Regions from separate parts of the Mus musculus genome. Here region 2 is linked to region 1. A link is a contact called in public HiChIP or PLAC-seq data. All regions are on one chromosome and are shown on one strand. The core of a region is the stretch at or near the end of the contact, and the rest is flanking DNA. Distances in the headings are between cores, read along the strand shown.

Region 1 (5,973 bases), core at 1,596-4,095:
CCAGGGACCTCCAGCCATCCGAGGTGTGCTTTACTTCACAAAGAAGGGAAGAAAGTTGAAGGGAAGTAAGGTAACTATGTGCTCACTCTTGATGTTTCTGGGTATCTAGGCCTGAAAAAGGCTGGAGACTCCAGAGAAGCTAATGTTACGATAAACCCCTTAGTGCCTAGTAACATGTTCACAGCATCTTCCATTGCCTTCCACCATGCTGGTTGGTTCTTATTTTTGGTCCATGGGAAGCAGAAACAGGGTAGGGAAGACAGAGTTCAAGGATGTCACATGGTATTGACATGTGAGGCCCGAGAGGAATCCAGGTGATTCCTCAACCTCTGGACTCCTAGCAGGAACATCTGTATAGAAGGCATGGGCTCTCTGGGACCCTTTGGGGGCCACAGAGAAGTCTTTCTCCAAGAACAAGATCAGTCATCAATTCTTATCAATCACAGCTTCCCAACAAGTTGCAAAGACACTGAGGCTGTAATAGGAGAGAAAGAGGATACCAGATATAATGAGGAGAGAATTCAAGTGAAGAATTCTAAGTGTCAGGCCTCTATGGCTGCCCCCATGGTAGTGGGGTGGAATTGTTCCCTCTGTTGGGGGAAAAGGCTATATAATATCGTGGAAGAATGTTGCCTTTAGCTGAGTTGTGGACATTGAGGAAAACCCAACTCTCTGGTTTTCAGACCAAGGGGGGAAAAAAAAGACAGCCATAAAACTGAAAGACAAATAGGCCACGGAGGATTTTTTTGGGTCTTGAATCAGATGCTTCAGGTCTATCAAGCCAGGTCATCCCTGAGCTTCTGTGCTTCTGTCCAAACCTACCCTGTGATCAAGCATGCCTACTTCACCTTTTAAACTCCACTTTGATGGGAGAGGAAAGTGAGGTAGGGGGCAGAGAAGAGGTGAGCTTTTAAGTGATGCAGCCAGTCTTCACAAGTGTCTTCCAGACATAAAGCACATGCAAATAGAGATGAGGCACTCGGCGGCTCTCCTCACTTGCCCCTCCCTCTCCTGTAGCATCACACCATGAAGGCCACTGCTAACCAGGTACTGATTGCCACGGGGCTGTTCTTCTCTCGCCTGTCTAAAAAGAAGCAATACTGACAGCATCGCCAGGCTCTTTCAATACAGAGGAGAAAACGTTCCAGCCCCCTTTATCTCATCCTCCCACATTCCTATACCATGGACCTCACAAGTGAAAAGAAATCTTGAGGCCCTAGACTCTGCGTGGGGACAATTAATATTTCTCCTGGAATCCAAGATGAGGTTTCCTAATAACCAAAGGGAAACAAGGCTTGCCATAAGAGGCCACCACAGAGATTTATAGAGGCATTACATTCAAGAAACTGCTTTCCAGCTGTCTCTGATCTCATTGTTCTCTTCCCATGATTTGAACCCAGATAAGCTTCTGAGTCAGTGGAGAGCTCCAGCCAGGTGAGTCCTCAAGCTGAAACAGAGACATCCAGGAGTCTGGAGGGTTGTTTCTGCGTATGCCTTGGCACTATAGAGGCTCAGCATAAAGATGTTCACTTGGGTCAGAAGGGAGAAAGCTTTCCCAAGTGAGCCACTCCTGGCTCTGACTCCCACTGCATCAGATAAAGAGCCAGCTCCTTCCCCTGGGCAGCGCTGTCTCCCACCATTCATCTTCCTGTATCCAGCTCCCCTGCCTGTTCCCGTTCCCCCCCCACCTCCTGTCCTTTGCTTTATCCTACCCACTCTAATCCTTGCTGCTGGACCCCAGCCCCTATAAAGCGCTTAAACTTCCTGATCAAGTCTGTTTTGGTGTCTCACTCTTTATTTAAACAGTTGTACTATGCAAACTCACTTCCGAATTTTTCCTAGCTTAAATCCTTCAATGGTCCCCTGCTTTGGCTTAATTTTTTTGCCCCCAACTTCCTCCCAATTTTATCTCCCTTAATTTCTGGAAGTTATCATTATCCCCAACCAGTTAAAGCCCATTCCTCTCATTTTTTGCTCCAAAGATGGTCCAAATACTTCCTTTGGCTCCAACCACCACAGACCTTCCAACGCGGATCTCAAGCCCTCCTTTGCGGGACTCTCCTTGACACATTTTTTTACCCAAGGCATTTTTGCCCGCTTCACTTCACAGTGCTCAAGTCCTTCACTCTTACACACAGATTTCCCATTTCCTCACACCCACTTGCTTCTCCCACCTCCTTGTCCCCACTCACTCGGGTCTCCTGCTCAGGACGCCCTTGCCGAGGGCGGCGGGGGATGCGTGTTGAAGCAGGGCTCCCGCGGCAGCACAACAACTCGAGGGACGCTCCTTCTCCTTGTCAGCTATGGCCCCGGGTGCCACCGGGTGCTGGTGGGGCGACTGAGGAGTCTGAACCCTGCTGCTGGGTGCAGGTTGGGGCTGCGCCAGGAGCTGACCGTGGTGCTGAAGCGGCGGCTCCGGTGAAGCGGGTATGAGCTGTCCGTGGTCCTGAAGCGGTTCCTGGGCCGCAGCGGCGGCCGGAGCAGTGACTGCAGGAGCAGGCAGTGGGGCAGACGGCGGCGGGGGAACCAGCCCAGGCGGAGGCTGGGCTTGCAGCAACTGCTGGTGTTCCCACAGGCTGCGGTTCTCCGCGCTCAGCTCGTCTAGACGCCGCTCCAGCTCATCGATGCGCTGGCGCTGGGTATGGATGAGGCTTTGCTGGTTCTGCACGATGGCCGTGAGCTCCTTGAGGTAGAGCACGGCGCGCACCGGGTTCTCCAGCAGGCTCTCCATGCCGCCCGCCGCCGCCTGCGCCCTGCCTGCGCCTAGGCGGGCGGCGGGGAGCGTGAGCGCGCAGGAGCCCAGCAGCCCAGCAGCTCTGGCGGTCGGTGGCCTCCCTCCCTCTCTCTCCCTCCCCTTCCCGCCGTCGCCTGCGCGTCACCGCCACACAGGCATTCGCACACGCACTGAGGGGCGGACCGGCGCCAGGGCCCACCTCCCACCTCTGGGCTTCGTGAGGAACCCTGCTTCCCGCGGGGGCGTAGGAGAGGCGGGTGGGGATGGGGAGCAGAGGGGAAGAGGCTGGGTCGAGCAAAATACTCTATGAAAATCCAGGATGGAGATCAGTCCTACCAGGGAAGAAGGAAGAGCCAACCCAAGCAGAAGCGCTGGGAAAGTGCTATAGAACTAAGACAAAAAGGAAGCCGCCAGAGAAAGATGAAGAATAAAGGAAGCTGCCAAAGACATAGAGAAGTACAGGCACCCAGCTCTAAAAGGTCACAGTCACGTTTTCCTGTATCTAGGCACCTCAGAGGCAGGGCCCATTTTTAAGACCTTCTAGGGAGGAGACACACCTGCCTTTTTGATGCTCAACAATTTGCTCTGTAGGATGTCCGTGAACAGTTATGAGACCCTAGAGAACAAGGCGTGTGTCTGTTGCTTAGTTCTGGCGGGGGTAAGTTAAGGCAGGAAGGCTGCACATGCAGGGATTTTTCTCTGGAAATGAGATCTCATGGCTCTTTGGACCTCTCTGACAGGAACAGAAACCAAATAGAACCTCTGAGGTTCCCGCTTCCAGAACCTTCTGAAGCAACCATTCTTTTTGACAGTTAGGAAGCACATGCAATTAGTAAATACTGGACTAGGAGATGATATAATAAAAACTACCAGGATGGATTTGTTGGCTTCTTGTAGCTTATAAGCAGTGGATCAAAGACTTAATAATTAATTTTGAAAGGTGGGAGTAAGACAGAGCTGTGATCAGAGTGTTGTAGGAGTCACCAGTCTGGGGATCTCCGGAATGCTTCTTGGAAGAATTAACATTTGAGGAGGGAGGGGTTTTCCTGGAAGCTCAGAGACATGAATCAACATGGAATTATCTGTTAATTTTTCAGTTTTTGCACATAACATCCACTAGATGCAGCATTATACTAGGTCAGCCAGGAGGAAAATTAAGGCAGGAAGGCTGCTAGGGCTAGATTTTTCTCTAGAAATGAGGTCTCAGGGTATTTGGAGTAATAATTCATATGCAACAGTGTGCGCTCATTCTGACTACACAGCTCCGTGGATTTTGACAGTATACACCCGATCGCTCATCACTACAAACAAAAAAACTGTTACGTGTAATAAGCACCCCTCTGCTCTGTTCAACTTCTTGTCCCCAGCCCCAGCTAAGCACTCATCTGCTTCCTCTAAACACACATTAGTTTTGCCTGTTGTGGAATCTAATATTAACGAAGTCACATAATGTATACTTGCTTGTGTCTGATATGTATGTGGTCCCTCCATTCCGTTACAAATACCATTAATTTCTTTTTTATTTTGGAGTGGTATCAACAACAGACATAGCATAGTTTTTTTTTTTTTCTTCCTTTATTTGCTGATGCTGTTGGTGGACATTTTTGTTGTTTAGCACTTTTTTCTTTTTTTGCAGGTGCAAGCTGACAAGTGACTCACTGTTGTTCTGAAGCTGAGCTCGGAGACAGCTTTTGGTTCTCTCTCTCTCTCTCTCTCTCTCTCTCTCTCTCTCGTTCACTGCAGTCTTTATTGGTTACACACTTCCTTGTTATACAATGATACATAATCAAAAGCCTTTTTATTATTTTCCTCAGACTCATTATTTTTCCTGAAAAACCCCACATAACTATTTCAGCAGAAAGCACTATGCACACATGAAGTCACAGTCCAGCATCTGCACAAGCAAGTTATACAATAACTCTTAACTCTCAGAAAGAAATAAACCTCGGAATCACAGGCCATCCAGGCATGAACTTGCAGTTACAGAATTACATGAGAGCAGAGAAGTAGCGCTTTTATTTTAAGAAAGAAAAGTTCACTGAGCTCACTGCACAGGGAAAATGGGCTGTGTAGTAATGAAAACACTGTTATCAGCAGTCTGCTCTGCCTGTATAGAATAAGCGTCTATTGTTACCAGAGGACCGGTGGAGATGCTTTGTCAAGAGTAAAAATCTAGAATTGGAATTCCGGATTGTTTAAATTAGGATGAAACTTCCTAGTGACCTTGCCCAGTGGTTGTGCTTTGGTTCCCAGCAGCTGTGCTGAGGCCTCCGGTTTCTCTCCTTTCCAGGGTTTCTTTTTTCTGGGTTTAGTTCTGGGCCGACTTTTATTTTCTTTCAGTACTTGCAAGCACAGTTCCTGGGTCCGTGGCTTGCATTTTCGGACGAGAAGTTTATGCCCATTCTTACTCCCATCATGACTCAAAGAAGGAGAAAAGCAGAAACACAGTGAATGACGGGGAGCCGAATCCGCAGGCGCGGTCTGGAGACAGCTGCTCTAAATATGTTTAAGGGCTTAAAGATATATATGAACACAATGGGGCAAGAAATGTGATTTTACAAAAAAAATAACTAAATGGAATTTATAAGCAGTGTTTCACCCCCTAGGAATGTAATATCTGAAATGAAATTTATACTGGATGGGCTTCCCAGCAGATGTATATTGCAGAAGTTCTAAGCATCAGTGAGTTCAAACATAAACTCTCTAGATTGTCTAATGTTTCTCTATAGGTCATTGAGTCTCTGGTGTCATGTTCTCAGTTTTTTAATTTTCTCTGTTACAGCTTGAAGATTCAACTGTATAAATTTCATCTATTTCTTTTTTTAAAAATATTCTTCCAATTTCTTTCTTCGCTCTGCTTGTTTTCTCTTATTTTGGGTTTTCCTTTTCCTGTCCCTTTACATGTGTAGCAAATGCTTTACATTTTGACTGTGATTTCACTAAGTCCACATTCTGTTATTTTTCCTTTAAGAGCACTGTTTTTTTGGTTGTTGTTTGTTTGTTTTTTGTTTTTTTTTTTTTTTTTTTTTTTGTCCTAGCAGGTAGATAGATTTCTTGGGTCTGCTTTCATTTTGAGCTTTGATAGGTCAAGTCTAGGAGGATGACCACTCTAGAGCTAATTCATCTTTCCTACTAAGGGCTGAACTCTGTGCCATCTCTTCCACTGTGTGTGTGTGTGTGTGTGTGTGTGTGTGAGAGAGAGAGAGAGAGAGAGAGAGAGAGAGAGAGAGAGAGAGAGA
Region 2 (6,478 bases), core at 1,510-4,009, 920 kb after region 1:
TAGGGTGCAGGTTTGCCATCTCTGTAGAAAGGCAGCTGCCTGGTGATGCAGCAGCCCAGAGAAGACTCATGTGGTGAGCTATGGAAGGAGAACTCCAGCTGACAGCCGAAGCCAAGAACTGTGGCATTCAGTCTGTGTGCCTGTCAGAAACTGAGGCTTTGAAGCGGGCTTGAAAGCCAATCTTCTCCTCTCGAGTCTGCAGGTGAAAACACAGCTAGACAGCTTCAGGAGAGACCTGGATGCCGTACAGACCAAGGGTGGGATCATATGCCAATAATCCCAGCACTTGGGAGATGGAGGCTTGGGTCAGAAGTTCAAGACCATCCTTAGCTACAAAGCCAATCTGAGGTCAACCTGAAATATATGTGACTGTGTATAAATAAATACATGTTTGTTCTTCCAACCCACTAAGTTTTACAGTCATTTAGAACTAATACATATTTTGATGGCAGTTATTTACTCCAAGAGAACAGCCAGTTGGTTGGTATGAAGATTAAATGATTCAGTATAGGGGCTGGAAGGATGGCTCAGAGGTTAAGATCACTGGCTGCTCTTGTCCAGTACCTTGGTTCAATTTCCAATATGGGCATGGTGGCTCACAACCACCTATAACTCCATTTCCAGGGATCCTCTTCTGACCTCCACAGGATCCTGTATGCACATGGCACATGGACACACACCAGGCATATACACATCAAACAAACAAACAAACAAACAAACAAACAAACATTGTTACAGGATATATTTGATCACACTGTGAACCTTGAGATTGGTTTATTTGCTGAAAAAGCTGTTTCTAGTTGTGGTGTGGCTCAGTCTTAGCACACATTTCATCCTTCTGGCTGGAATTCAGACATGCCCTTAGTACACACCTTTAATCCTAAACAATGAAGGTAAAGTTAGTTTGTGGAAGGCAGTGCCCATGTTTGAAAGTGATGCCTAATTGAATAGCAGACCAAGTGACAAATCAGAGAAAGATTTGACAGAATAGGATACACCCAACTCTCAGGAGAACAGACAGGAAAGAGAGCCTACTTAAGAGAGAAGTGCAGAAAAGAAAAAGGGGAGAGAGAGGGGAGGAGAAGAGAGAGGGGGTGGGGGAGAGAGAGGAGTTTTACAGAAACAGGTTAAAGAGAAAACAAGCTAGATACAGCTGAAGACAGAACAAGCCAGAGAATAAGAAGAAGCCAGAAGATTAGAACATACTGCCAGAGTTGGCTTGAGGTCAAGCAGAGCAATTCAGTTGGTTCAATAGAGTTCAGAAAAAAAAAAAAAAGAAAAAGAAAAATCTTGCGCGCGCTCGACTGGCCAGGAAGAACGACGCTGCAACAGGATCCTTCTGCACACGTTTATTGGGAGAGCTTGATTGTAGAGGCGAAAGACCCTGAGCCCAGAACTGGCGCTGCTTACATAGGCCTAGGAGAGGTGTATCTCACATCTGATTGGTTAACTTGTCTTGGCAAAAGAACCTTCACTGCCTATGTATGTGTGGTGGCCAGCAGTAGCCAACTGCCACTCTGCAACTGCCACTCTGCAACTGCCACTCTGCAACGGCTTCCCACAGAAAAAAGAAAGGGTGAGCTCACTCAGCAGTAAGTCTCAGAGGTTGGAAACATTCTAGGCCTAGATAAGACTATACAGAGGCTAGAAGCTTCCAGGACTAGGCCTAAGTTAACACAGTAAGCCTCAGAGACAACAATTACAACAGGAGACTAGAAGATACTATTACAAAATATTTTTTAAGAAATGGGTAGGACTGGTGAGATGGCTCAGTGGTTAAGAGCGCCTACTGCTCTTCTAAAGGTCCTGAGTTCAAATCCCAGCAACCACATGGTGGCTTATAACCATCCTTAACGAAATCTGATGCTCTCTTCTGGAGTGTTTGAAGACAGCTACAGTGTACTTACATATAAAAAAAATAAATAAATAAAAAATATTTTTAAAAATGGGTAAACACATTAAAGCAGACTAGTTACCTGTCCTGTGGTGAGTCCTTGTCCTGTCATAAGTACCAAAAGCTCTCCTTTCACCCTCAGGATATTCCAGGTTGGATGGATTTGTTTGGACATCATTTTTGAGTCTTTGCTCATTTACTTACCACATAGCCTCGGAAGGAAAGGAGAGAGGGAAATAAACGGGAGGAAAGCAGAAGCAAGCACATGGAGCAGGAAACATGGAGGGAGGTCTCCAAGCCTGCCGGCTTCCCAGCCCATCAGCCCTCGCTTCCCCAGCTTGACAGGTCTTTGCACCATCAGCGCACAGGCAGCTGGAGGCCAGATAATCTGGCCATGAGTCTACGGGCACTCACGATCACGTGAGTCTGAACCCGAATGATTAAAGAGATAAAGTTCTGGAAAGTGGAGCATGACAGCACGGGCCTGTAAACACTCCTCAGCAGGCTGGGTCAGGAGCTCGAACCCAAATCCCGGCTGGGTTACAGAGTGCGTTCAAGGCCAGTGGAAGCAGCTTTGTGGAGACTCCATCTCAAAATAAAAAGCAGGCTGGGAGGTGGGAATGGGATGAGAAAGGATAACGGGAGGTGGGAACGATAAAAATGTAGTCATGTATGGAACTGTCCAAGAATAATATAAATTAAAACCAACAAACAAAAAAGTAGAGCGTTTGGTTAGGGGGCTTGAAGCCGTGTGCTCAACTTACATATGAAGGAAGGAAGGAAAGAAGGGAGGTGGGAGGGGGCAGGGGTGGAGAGAGAAGGGTGGTGTGAGCATAGAAGATAGTGCTAGGGAAACTCGGGGCCTGAGACGCCAACATGGCCTCTCCCAGGGAAGTCCCGTATGCTTCCAATTTAGGGACAGCCTTGTGGTGTGGGCCCGAGACTCCAGGGCTGCACAGCTTCTAGTATCCCCATTCTCATCCCGATGCAGTCCTTTAGATAACTGAAGACGGTGGAAGTAAGGATTCCCCACGAATGACTGAGTAAAAGCAGCGTCAGGTCAACCAAGAGTGGGCAGAAAGCAGTCAGCCCAGGCGAAGCCTTTGGAATGGGAGGTTGTAGACTGTCACAGCCTTCCGCTCAGTGATGGCACCGGGAACTGTGGCCTGGATCACCCTGATCCCCAAGAATCTAAGTTAGGTCTGCTGGGTGTGGGGGGAGCAGCAGCGCCTTGGAGAGGACTGATCTGCAAAAGGAAAAGTAGAGGCGTCCGCACCCGAGAAAAGGGGTGTCACGATTATGTGGCTGGTGGGGTGTCACGATTATGTGGCTCTTGGCTTGTCAAAAATGGGAACGTAGTCAGTGTTTTTAAGCATCAGTGTGGACTTAGGGTGAACATGCAGTGTGCGTGCGCTTCGTGGATGTGTAGTTTGTTCTCCGGGGGTGGGGCTGGGGGAGGAGTTCCTGACACTGAGATTTTCCAAAAAAAACGATTCTGACTTTTCTGCAGACTCTATCCCATCGCTTACATGAAACTTACTGGAATCAATTCCCACAGCCAGGTCTCTGGGAAAGACTTGGAGTCCTCTGAGAGCCCTCTGTCTGCGGGCGATGGCGATAGCGATGCCAACCCAGCCTTCGGGGCAATACCGCCATCTGCTGACGAGGCTAAGAAGAAAATACAGGAAAACAAGACTCCCATTATGATCTGGGAGATTGGTAAGAAATTCAGAGCCAACCAGAGAACTCACTCATACAAAGAAAAGGACCGCCACGGAGAGGAGAAGTCAGAAAGGCCACCGGGGAAGTACGGACAAAGAGTTGTGATCAGAGACTGAACAGATACGGGATCCAGGCTTCAAAGGCTCTTCCTGGAGAGATATTCTGGAAATGTCCTGCATCTACGACACAGAACCAATCTGAAGTGGCAGACTCGGTCTGAGAGCAGAGCTGGTTTTCAGGGTCCAGGGTCCCACAGCTTACCTCCCTGAGTGGCAGTGCTGTCGAGTGGAGGGTAGCAACTGCCATCTCCTGGCTTCTTGACTTTGGCATCTAGTAAAGTTTTCAAGTGCATGTCCTGACCATAGAGACCAACAAATGATGCGTCAATGTGCCCAATGAGGTCTAGCTAGCTCAGCCACAAATGTATTAAAAATAAAGATGTTTATGCTTTCTACAAGCGTTAGTCACTGGGTCCTCAGAATTTGACCATTCTTTAAAGTCCTGAACTCACAATCATCTTATCCACCTCTAGCTCTGTCATGACTTCAGGAGGTGTCGAGAGGGGGGTGAAGAGAAGGAGAAGGAAGAGGAGGAGGAGCAGGAGGGGGGAGACCAGGAGGACGATGGGGGTGGTGGAGAAAGAGATTTCAGCATAGATCTAAACACCAAAGATTTTCTAAACGGCAGGTACAGTGTGACAACCGACTTTGATGCTCTCTCCACACTGCGCGCTGAACTTGCTTTGCCTCCAACTCCGGAACACACACGAGATCTTTCTCTTCACCTAACTCCTTCCTCCACCCCCACCCCTTCTTGACAGGGTTTTTCTTTGTAACCCTGGCCGTCCTGAAGCTTCCTTGTTCTGTTGCTCTGTAGAGCAGGGCGGCATCGAACTCAGAGATCCGCTCGCCTCTCTCTGCCTCTCGAATGCTTGGTCCAAAGGCGTGCGCCACCGCTGCTCTGGCCCAACTCATTTTTTTACTCTTCTCTACTCCCCTCTCACCTGATTGCCAGAGCACATCTCCATGAAGAACTGCATTTCGTCAGCTGTGACAGCTCTGCTGGGAAATGGGCTGTGGATGATGAGGGAAGGGGGCGGGGGCGGTCTGGAGGTGAAGGTCAATGAGAGCAGGAGCCTTCCAGGCCGGAAATAGAAGAGAGATGGCGGAAACAAGAGCCACATGTTCACCTACACAAGCCATTCTACACACACCTCTGCTCTGCTCAGTCTGCTGAGGCCTCGGGGTCCACACTGCCTCGAAGTCGCTCCTTATCGTTAGCATTCTCCTCCAGTTGTCTCTGTGCATAGGAACTCTTATCTAGGATTGTAAAGCATCGCTTTCCCTGAGACTACGCATACGCACTCACCTTTCGCTTTAACCCTCAGGTGTTTCTGCCCCTCCATCTGCGAACTTCCTTTCCCTGGTGACTAATGAAGAGACAGAAAACCCCTCAAAGCTCAGAAGTCAGTTTCTTTCCTCTGGGGCCTCCCTAGGGGCTATGTCTGTATCTCACCACGAACAGCAGCTCTACGCACGTTTCCAGAGCCTGTGCATTACCTCACCGAGCAGCTGTGTGCTTATCAGAGGCAGGGGCTGCCCACAGGGCCTGATGACCGCTGTTCTCCAAGTGGAGGCTTGGCTAAGAACCAGAGTAGAGGTTGGGCAGAAACAAAGGACCAGAGAGCATAAAAGCGATCCCCCATGGCAGGTCATTCTCTAGAACTTTCCTAGGATCTCCAAGTTTTATCATTTTACAATTCTCATAGCATAAGTCAGCTAAAATCCATCCTCCCAATTTTTCCTTATGCAGTGGTTCAATGTGATGGAAATGGATCTTAGGCTGTCCAGGGCTGACCAGGCATCTGGTTCTCAGGAGGAGAATGCTACTTCCTACACACGACCTGTGTACTCTCACCGGATCTAGAACCCGGTGGCTTCTATCTCAGCAGGCTGGCAGTCTTGATCCTACCCAGTGCCCACTGCCAGTTCTCAGCTGCCTGCCTGACTCTCAGAGCTCCTCAGGCCCTGTCCCCACCCTCGGTTACCCCTTGGCCTCCCGCTCCCTTCTCAGAACCCTGTCTATATGGTCACTGTGACTTGTTATCTTCTGCACACCTCTCCTCATTCTGCTGGGTCGAGACGTTTGTTTTTAGCTTGCTGGAGACAGAGATAAGACAGAAGCAACTGGAAAGATCCAGAGGAGAGAATGTCATAGACATTGAGAAGATAAGGAAACAGAAAGACTCCTGCTCACCCCTCTGAAGGTTTATTTGAGTCTAGTTCCTTCTGTCACCATGAGTGGCCAATAACTTGTTTGTCTTTACACACTGCTTTCTGTCTACCAATTTGGAGTTGTGCTTCCCTAATGAGGCTGCCAGGGATGCCAGTTTTCAGTTTGCTTTAAGAATATAGTCCAGAAGACGGGTGATAGTGGTTCGTGCCTTTAACTCCCACACTGGGGAGGCAGAGGCAGGTGGAACTCTATGATGTTGATGCTAACTTGGTTTATAGAGCCAATTTCAGGACAGCCAGGGCTACACAGAGAAACCCTGACTCAAACAAACAAGTAAACAAATAAATGTTCCAGGGCTGGAAGGCCCCAGAACTCACAGGAAGGTTGAAGGAGAAAACTAATTCACAGAGTTGTCCTCTGGTCTCTATATACTCACCAGACACACACACACACACACACACACACACACACACACACACACACACACAGAGCGACAGACAGACAGAGAGAGACAGAGAGATTGTATTATGTGTGTAGTGTATACACATGGCAGTGAAGGACTGGGAGTACAGCTCAGTGGCAGAGTGCTTACTGAGATCAGTCCTCAGCACTAGCAACAATCAAATC

Evidence for each region. HiChIP or PLAC-seq counts read pairs in DNA pulled down with a chosen protein or histone mark.
Region 2: a contact with region 1 is called in an H3K27ac HiChIP or PLAC-seq map of embryonic stem cells, with 6 times the contacts expected there. The contact joins the promoter of 1700063H04Rik here to the promoter of Iqsec3 in region 1. A contact is called at or near these places in 2 of 39 promoter capture datasets (embryonic stem cells and liver) and 1 of 115 datasets of contacts at active chromatin or transcription factors (embryonic stem cells).

Annotation. Positions count from the first base shown.
Region 1 is chr6:121,470,833-121,476,805 of GRCm38.p6, forward strand. Iqsec3 (IQ motif and Sec7 domain 3) reads right to left here and starts at 2,846. Exons shown (of 14, transcript NM_001033354.3): 1 at 2,193-2,846. The coding sequence starts at 2,731.
Region 2 is chr6:122,388,620-122,395,097 of GRCm38.p6, forward strand. It overlaps 1700063H04Rik (RIKEN cDNA 1700063H04 gene), which reads left to right and starts at 2,760. Exons shown (of 2, transcript NR_152109.1): 1 at 2,760-2,912; 2 at 3,405-4,068. RefSeq lists an enhancer at 3,986-6,478.